Linked DNA regions of Drosophila melanogaster: region 1 is linked to region 2. Evidence: chromatin contacts called from public Hi-C data. All regions are on one chromosome and are shown on one strand. Each heading gives the region's core, a stretch centred on a gene start, on an enhancer-like site or on the middle of the called end of the contact. The rest is flanking DNA. Distances are from core to core; before and after follow the strand shown.

Region 1 (4,692 bases), core at 908-3,407, 6.8 Mb after region 2:
AATAAAAAAAAATTAATAAAACACACCGAGAAAAGCAAACAAAAAAAATATAGTGGAGGATGCGGAGGAGAAACAACCAAGCAAAGCCAACTGAGATGGGGGAAAATATAAAATAAAAGCAGCAACAAGAGTAAAACAAGCAAATAATAATTATAATGAAGAAAGAAAAAGAAGAAAACAGACCGCAAAACTGCAAAGTAATTTTGCATAGTACGCCGTAATAATTATAAATATAACTTATATTTAATTTTTTGAATTACATCAATAAATATGTTGAAATTAAATTTCGACTCGGCGCTGTTCACATCTGCATTAGATAGAGATGGGGGCATACGAAAGGGAAAGAAGTGCATTCAAATATATTTATTGTTGTAATATACGTCATTGTTTATTAGCGATTAGCTCTATTGGTTAATAATCTTTTTTAAAATTGTAGCATGTAATTAGTTTTTTTATTATACTATATTAAATTTACATAAAAATTGTATATTCATATATATATATATATGCATACGTTTTATTTGAGCCCCAACATTTAATTTCCCCCATAAGTGCTTTGTATCTAAAGTTGTATTCGTTTCAGCTGAAATTAAAATTTAGTTGAAATTAAAGATGCTTTTATATATTTAAATTAATCACAAAAAAATGCCTGTGTTTTTCAGATCTTGCGTTCAGTCATTAATAATGCATTTTAGTTATGAAAACTTGAACGTGACATAAAAACATTTCATTGTCACATTGGTTTATGGTTTATGGTTTATGGTTTATGGTTTGTTTATTTAAATTTGTACTGCTACTATTGATATCATCTAGTAGATTGCATAGCTGGTAGTTAGCAAAATATTCTGAAGAGATGAGAAAAAAAACGTAGAATCTTTGTAGAGAAAGTTGTCAATATTTTAAATTACGTTTATATTTAATGGAATGGTTATCTGCGATACTGTAATGGATGGTACAGGGGGGCGCAGCGTTAATCATCTTTCTTTAAAGTATTTTCCATAATGCCTCCAAAAATCGATTCGTAATGTTTTTTCACTTTCAGGTGGTCTTTCTTAAGATCCAAAACGAATTTAGCAGCTGACGTCTTTTGCAACCCGACTGTGAAATACATTTATTTATTAGACCCTCTTAATTTCTTTGTTTATTCGTCATTGTTGACCAATGACACGTACGCGGTCCGTCTGTGTGTGAGAATGTGCTTTTTATTATTTATTAACTTTATGGGATGTCCACTGCACTACTGACCCATTCCAATCAGCACCCCGTTTGCAAGCAGAAGGCGCTGATTGGAAAACACCAATTGCAGTGCAATTGCTGATAAGAACATTTAAAGTTCTGATTGAATAGTAAAAGAGCAAAAACGAAGCGCAACATTTATCAATTCGTCTCTTTAGTTTGACAAGAGATCTTAAAACATTTGCTATTTATAATTTTACATTTATAAATAACTTATTGCAGGATAACTCCTGAGAACATTGTCATTATTTTATCATTACATTCCTAAAAAGCTAACATGGGGAAAAATACAAATGAAATTTAAACTATGGCGCTTGTTTTGATACTGCGATTTAGATGGCTGCCACATAGTTTGACTTTGCCACCCGTGGAGCTGAAGTGACTGGAAATATATCTTTAACAACTTAAAGTTGCCTAACTAGTGCAATTATGCGCTTCAATAATGTTTTAAAAATAGTAGAAATTGGGACAGCGCTGCCAATAACTTCGAAAATTTAAAGGCAATCCAGTGGCACCACTGGCAAGCGAGTAGGTACAGGTGGCACCTCTACCAGTCGAGTTTGCACAGGTGGCACCACTAGCAAGCGAGTTGGCTCGATTAATGTTACTTGATTTACTATCGACTATGCTACTTGATTTAAAGGTATTATATGAAAAAACTTTCATTTCAAGTTTGAAGCATTTTTTCTTTTAGCTAGGTAAAAACTAACCGACTACAGAATAACCATTTACATATCTTAGACTCAAACGCTCTGACAAAAGAGCGCCTAACGGGAGGCCAAATGCCGTTCACCAAAAAGCATATATGACGTGGGCATTTTTCGGCTGACTCGCGGCTGGTCACACTGCCGGGCAACCGAATCGAAAAAACGGCGATTCGACATTTTTGTGCGAGTGTAAGGTTCGATTCCGATCTGGCTGGTTGTCTGACGGACGTGCTGCGTCTATTTTGTTGTGTTTTTTTGCGAACGAGCGAAGAGCGACAGGACCTCTGCGCCCGTATTCAAAGTAATAAGCGATTCGATAGCCAAATTAAAATTGTGTGCTTGTTTCTCGTGTATCTTGTGGTGTTTGTGCGATCCAAATCGAGTGGTCAACTTACATTCCCTTTCATCCTTTTCGTGGTTTATTTTTTTTTGCAAGTGCCGGAAAAATTCGAATTGGTTGTTCATCAATATACAACAGTTAACTGTATAGTAAAGTAAGAAATGGTCCACTGTTGTCGTTGTTTTTAAAAGGTGTAAAGTAAGAGTAAATGAATATAAAAGGCGCAACGAGAATTTCTTGAATCATGTTCAAATAAGCATAAGCAAGCATTCGATTAATTTACATGCGCGCATGTGTGCAATCCCAAGGACTTTGGGAACAAGAAGAACCGCGCGCACAAGGAGCATGCGAAGCAACAGGGAAAAATCATAAACGACAGAAATTGCTGCCCTTTTATTTGATTTTTGTGTTATGTTTTTTTTTTTGATGATTTTGAGTTCGCTGTCGCAGCAATAATATAAGAATTACAAACACACAGACGCAAGTGATATACGACCACCACTAGAGATCGCACACACACACGCAACACTTAGGCACACATAGGGAGATAGAGTGAGAGAAGGAGGAAAGGAAGGACGGAAAGGAAGGGACGAAGCGCAAGCTTATCTTTTCGCTTTTCGAGAACGCGAACGAAGACGATAAAAGCAAAGCAAACAACGCACACACGTAAATAAAACAGACATCGGCTGTTTAACAAACACACACATGTGTATATCAAAAAAGGGACAAAGCAAAGCGAAGAATATCAGCCTTTGGTTCTTCTTTCCTTTGCACATGTGCCTGGAAAATATCCTTACGAACACACTCCCATACGCATACGCATACGAACGACAAGCACGTGAAATTTTTGTTCCCTTGCTCTTTGCCCTTCTCTCTTCTGCCCTCGTGCATCGCTCTCTCACTTCCATTATTCGTCGCTAATCAAACGCTCTCTTCACTCTTTTAGCTGATTTTTTTTTATTGTTGCAATGCAATATTCGCGGAACGAATAACAACAACATACATAACTCAATATTCAAGTGCAAAGCAAATACAAATCAAACACAAAAGAAAAAGCAACGAAATAAAGATATATAGAAAAGAAAAACAAAACGAAAAAATTCGCACATTTTTTCTGTCTTGTCCAGTGGAAAATACAACAAATAAACAACAACGGCTAAATCAAGTTAACAATCTGTTCAAAACCAATCAACAAAATGTCTGCTGATATTCTGCAGAAATCAAGAGAGCAGGATGATTCGCACTACTTCGAGCGTGGCGATATATCCAAATACGTAACGGTAAGTTTCCCAAAATTCTCAAAAACTACGTTTTCCTCCGTTTTTAACTGTTCGGTCATTATATTCTTGTTCTTGTGTTTTTTTTTTCTCAAAATTCGGTATTGTTTAAAGTGTTATTTTTCAAGATGTGGTTTTACCCAGAGTTATGAATGAAATTGAATAAATATGCCATGACTAATTTACAAAACTAATTCAATAGGTCTCTTATGTTGTTTTTATATTGCATGCAGATGTGCGCATATGCATTTTTGTCTTGGTATTTGGGCTTCCAAGAAATTTAGTAAAACTCAAATTGCTAATTCACTAAAAAAAAAAGTCAAGCACTTGGTAAGCAAAATTAGAGAAGCTCCATATAGATTGAGTGAAAAGAAAACTTAAAATATTTTCCAGTCAACTTAAAACATGCCTAAACCACATGTTTTTTTTTGGTTTATTCATTTCGGCAGTTGCATTTTGCGCCGCATTTGTGTCGCATTGTTAAAGGCAATATGTGCATCGTTTGCTTAATTTCGATAACTTGTTTTCCATTTTTCACTTCGTTATATTTCCGTTTTGTTACACTTGTATTTGTTGTTTGTTATTCCCCATTATAAAGCTGATTCATAATTATACTTTCGGTTTGTCAACTCACAAAAAACAGCAACAAATAGAGAGTGTGTGTGTGTGATGGTGGTGAAAAATGAAAATAAGCGACAGACTATAAAGTGGACTAAATAATTCTCTGATAAGGATTTGTGATAAGTGTATTGGAGAAGGGGGCGGGGCATCCTTGCATATCACTCTCTCCCACCCGCTCTTTCTCCCTCTCGATCCGCTCCCTTACGCTGTGCACCTTCTCTTTTTGTCCCTTCTCTTCGTATTTATTTGTTACAATTGGCGTCATCGCAGCAGCATCATTAAAAGCAGCAGCAACAACAGCAATAACACCACTCGTGATCATTTACTGTTTGTATATACATACGTATGTATGTGTGTGGTGCATGTGTGCGTGTTGCTGGCAGCGACGTTGGCAGCGCAGCTGTTGATCGACAACAAATTCGATTAACTCAAGTTCCGGGTTTGCTTTGGATGGATTTTTGTGTTTTTAATGATTTCTGTTGTTTTATTTATACATATTATTTCGTTCATT
Region 2 (4,464 bases), core at 1,127-3,626:
GTGAAAATGTATTTGCAACTTGAAGATAGCCAAAAGCGGTTAACTGCAATGCCAGCTGTTGAAATGTGAAACAAACATACATACATATGTATGTACATAGTTATAAAAATAACGCGAAAAGGGGTGGGGTGGCAACCCTGGCGGTGCGTGCACGAAAAATAATGGAAATGGAAGAAAACCAAATGAAATGCGAAAAATTTACGAAAATTTTCACATTCAATGACCTTGACAATGGCTTTGGCCCAAGTCGCTCAACTTGTTTATTTCATTTACTTCGCTTGACGTGTGTGAGCGTAGAAAACGTGACGAGTTACGTACTTTTGGAGAAAGGTCGTTGATCATGGCTAAATGTTGTTGCTTTTCGCTTAATAGCGGTCTCAAAGTCAACATCAACGCGCTGTTTTTGGCCATTTCAGTATTTCTAGTTTCGATACCCCTCACCGCCGTCCCTCCGTCGGATTCCAGCGCTTTTTCGAACTGTTTCCCTTCAAAAACAGCTTTTTTTTCTTGAATTCAGTGGCGCAAGGTTAAAAGTGCCGAAAACCGAAGCCATTGGCCCGGGGAAATTTCTGCGAGTTTTTTCATCGCCTTGCCAAAAAAAAAAAAAAACAAAAAACAAACGATCGAGCAACGAACTTGAGAGAAGCAAATAGAGCCAAAAAAAAGGTTATGATTTTGTTCCAAAGAATGTTCCATAGAATTCTATATTCTAAAAACACAAATGATACTTCTAAAAAAAAATCATATTCATAAATGACTCTTTCCATGAATGGCATCAACTCTGAATCAAATCTTTGCAGATGCACCTACTTCTCATTTCCACTGTCACATCATTTTTCCAGATCTCGCTGCCTGTTATGTGGCCCACAAACCAAGACACGTTTTATGGCCATTAAAGCTGGCTGATCGTCGCCAAACACCAAATACATAATGAATATGTACACATTCGAGAAAGAAGCGATCAAAGAAGCGTCTTCGGGCGGAGTAGGAGAATGCGGAGGAGAAGGAGAACGAGCTGATCTAGTATCTCTCCACAATCCAATGCCAACTGACCAACTGGCCATATTCGGAGCAATTTGAAGCCAATTTCCATCGCCTGGCGATCGCTCCATTCTTGGCTATATGTTTTTCACCGTTACCCGGGGCCATTTTCAAAGACTCGTCGGCAAGATAAGATTGTGTCACTCGCTGTCTCTCTTCATTTGTCGAAGAATGCTGAGGAATTTCGCGATGACGTCGGCGAGTATTTTGAAGAATGAGAATAATTTGTATTTATACGAAAATCAGTTAGTGGAATTTTCTACAAAAACATGTTATCTATAGATAATTTTGTTGCAAAATATGTTGACTATGACAAAGAACTGGAATTAAGTGGCATATTTTGCATTGCTTTCCGATAATAGTTGTATTTTTATAAAGTAAAGCGTTTGTAAAATAAATACCTTTAATGTATTCTCATTTTCTTATGTATTTATAATGGCAATGATGATACTGATGATATTTTAAGATGATGCCAGACCAAAAGGCTTGAATTTCTGCGTCTTTTGCCGAACGCAGTGCATGTGCAATTGTTGTTTTTTGGAATATTCAATTTTCGGACTGTCCGCTTTGATTTCAGTTTCTTGGCTTATTCAAAAAGCAAAGTAAAGCCAAAAAAGCGAGATGGCAATACCAAATGCGGCAAAACGGTAGTGGAAGGAAAGGGGTGCGGGGCAGCGGAAGGAAGGGTGGGGCGGGGCGTGGCGGGGTCTGTGGCTGGGCGCGACGTCACCGACGTTGGAGCCACTCCTTTGACCATGTGTGCGTGTGTGTATTATTCGTGTCTCGCCACTCGCCGGTTGTTTTTTTCTTTTTATGCTGCGCTCTCTCTAGCGCCATCTCGCTTACGCATGCTCAACGCACCGCATGTTGCCGTTTCCTTTTATGCGTCATTTTGGCTCGAAATAGGCAATTATTTAAACAAAGATTAGTCAACGAAAACGCTAAAATAAATAAGTCTACAATATGGTTACTTATTGCCATGTGTGTGCAGCCAACGATAGCAACAAAAGCAACAACACAGGTGGCTTTCCCTCTTTCACTTTTTGTTTGCAAGCCGCGTGCGAGCAAGACGGCACGACCGGCAAACGCAATTACGCTGACAAAGAGCAGACGAAGTTTTGGCGAAAAACATCAAGGCGCCTGATACGAATGCATTTGCAATAACAATTGCGATATTTAATATTGTTTATGAAGCTGTTTGACTTCAAAACACACAAAAAAAAAAATAAAACAAATTATTTGAAAGAGAATTAGGAATCGGACGCTTATCGTTAGGGTAACAACAAGAAATGCTTACTGAGTCACAGCCTCTGGAAAACTGCCGCAAGCCAGAGAGAGAGAGAAAAAGAGGGAGAGCAGCTTAGACCGCATGTGCTTGTGTGTGAGGCGTCTCTCTCTTCGTCTCTGTTGCGCAAACGCATAGACTGCACTGAAAAAATCGATTACCTATTTTTTATGAATGAATATTTGCACTATTACTATTCAAAACTATTAAGATAGCAATCACATTCAATAGCCAAATACTATACCACCTGAGCGATGCAACGAAATGATCAATTTGAGCAAAAATGCTGCATATTTAGGACGGCATCATTATAGAAATGCTTCTTGCTGTGTACTTTTCTCTCGTCTGGCAGCTGTTTCGCCGTTATTGTTAAAACCGGCTTAAGTTAGGTGTGTTTTCTACGACTAGTGAATGCCCTACTAGAAGATGTGTGTTGCACAAAATGTCCCTGGAATAACCAATTTGAAGTGCAGATAGCAGTAAACGTAAGCTAATATGAATATTATTTAACTGTAATGTTTTAATATCGCTGGACATTACTAATAAACCCACTATAAACACATGTACATATGTATGTTTTGGCATACAATGAGTAGTTGGGGAAAAAATGTGTAAAAGCACCGTGACCATCACAGCATAAAGATAACCAGCTGAAGTATCGAATATGAGTAACCCCCAAATTGAATCACATGCCGCAACTGATAGGACCCATGGAAGTACACTCTTCATGGCGATATACAAGACACACACAAGCACGAACACCCAGTTGCGGAGGAAATTCTCCGTAAATGAAAACCCAATCGGCGAACAATTCATACCCATATATGGTAAAAGTTTTGAACGCGACTTGAGAGCGGAGAGCATTGCGGCTGATAAGGTTTTAGCGCTAAGCGGGCTTTATAAAACGGGCTGCGGGACCAGTTTTCATATCACTACCGTTTGAGTTCTTGTGCTGTGTGGATACTCCTCCCGACACAAAGCCGCTCCATCAGCCAGCAGTCGTCTAATCCAGAGACACCAAACCGAAAGACTTAATTTATATTTATTTAATTAATTTTAATAAAACACACCAAATGTAAGTAGCTTTCCCCTTCCCAACAACAAAACACCATCGAACCACTCCCACCAAGAAAAAGCAATAATCGAGAAAAGCCGCGGAAAATGTGTGATTTTTTTTGTAAACAAAACATTTTTTTATGTGCCAGTGCTGAAAGTGATCAAAAAATACTAGCCACGAGCTAAAGAGTTATTGTATTGACCAAAACTCCAAAAATACCCAAGTTTGGCCCTAAATTGTCAATCAAAATACCAATAGGTCGAAAGACATCAAAATTAACAAAACCAGGGTTTCAAATACCATAACTCAAGAATCAGGATTACAACTGCAGATTTCAGGATATATACATACAAATTATACGAAATTATAAAAACCAAAGCAATTCAATAGCCCCAACTCAAATGTTAGGATCTAATATAGTGTTTAAAGCCAAGCTCGCTGATGTGGGCGTGTCACGATTTCACCCAAAGATATGCCAAATTACGAATTGCAAATCAATTCGCCAACACTTTCTTTTTTTCCCACGCCCTAAAACACCAGATCATCCATAAATGTACATACATACAGTATATGCATATTATAATCTGTAAAACTAGATCAGGTTCTTGAAAATAGTGACGTAGGCAGCCGTTTTGGCTGAAGCAGAAATTTTTGCCGGTTTTTCAAAGTTGTAGTTGCAAAAATGGAGAAAACCTTCGAGCATTCGTTCATATACACACACTCACGCGCAAAATAACGAGAGAGAGTGTATGTGTGTGTGAGAGAGCGAAAGCCAGACGACGGTTTGCTTTTCGCCTCGAAACATGACCATATATGGTCACAAAACTTGGCCGCCGCAATTCAACACACCAGCGCTCTCCTTCGCACCCATAGCGACCATGGCGCGGAGCGAGCGAGATGGCGAGAGCGAGCGACGCCTATGGCGACGTCGACGCAGGCAGCGATTGAAAAACGCAGTTAACTGGCATTCAACATTCACCAGCCACTTTCAGTCGGTTTATTCCAGTCATTCCTTTCAAACCGTGCGGTCGCTTAGCTCAGCCTCGCCACTTGCGTTTACAGTAGTTTTCACGCCTTGAAT

Evidence for each region. Hi-C and Micro-C count contacts between places; a contact is called where the count stands out from the background.
Region 1: a contact with region 2 is called in a Hi-C map of the Kc167 cell line, with 2.8 times the contacts expected there. The contact joins the promoter of lncRNA:CR33963 here to the promoter of lncRNA:CR45668 in region 2. A contact is called at or near these places in 3 of 107 Hi-C or Micro-C datasets (the Kc167 cell line and eye imaginal disc).

What each region holds. Positions count from the first base shown.
Region 1 is chrX:12,657,305-12,661,996 of dm6, forward strand. lncRNA:CR33963 (long non-coding RNA:CR33963) reads left to right here and starts at 2,158. Exons shown (of 1, transcript NR_002692.1): 1 at 2,158-3,328. Tis11 (Tis11 zinc finger protein) reads left to right here and starts at 2,111. Exons shown (of 4, transcript NM_001272561.2): 1 at 2,111-2,244; 2 at 3,230-3,563. The coding sequence starts at 3,480. CkIalpha (Casein kinase Ialpha) reads left to right here. Exons shown (of 4, transcript NM_078585.6): 4 at 1-530.
Region 2 is chrX:5,897,613-5,902,076 of dm6, forward strand. lncRNA:CR45668 (long non-coding RNA:CR45668) reads right to left here and starts at 2,377. Exons shown (of 3, transcript NR_123807.1): 1 at 1,443-2,377. Act5C (Actin 5C) reads left to right here and starts at 3,249. Exons shown (of 2, transcript NM_001297986.1): 1 at 3,249-3,401.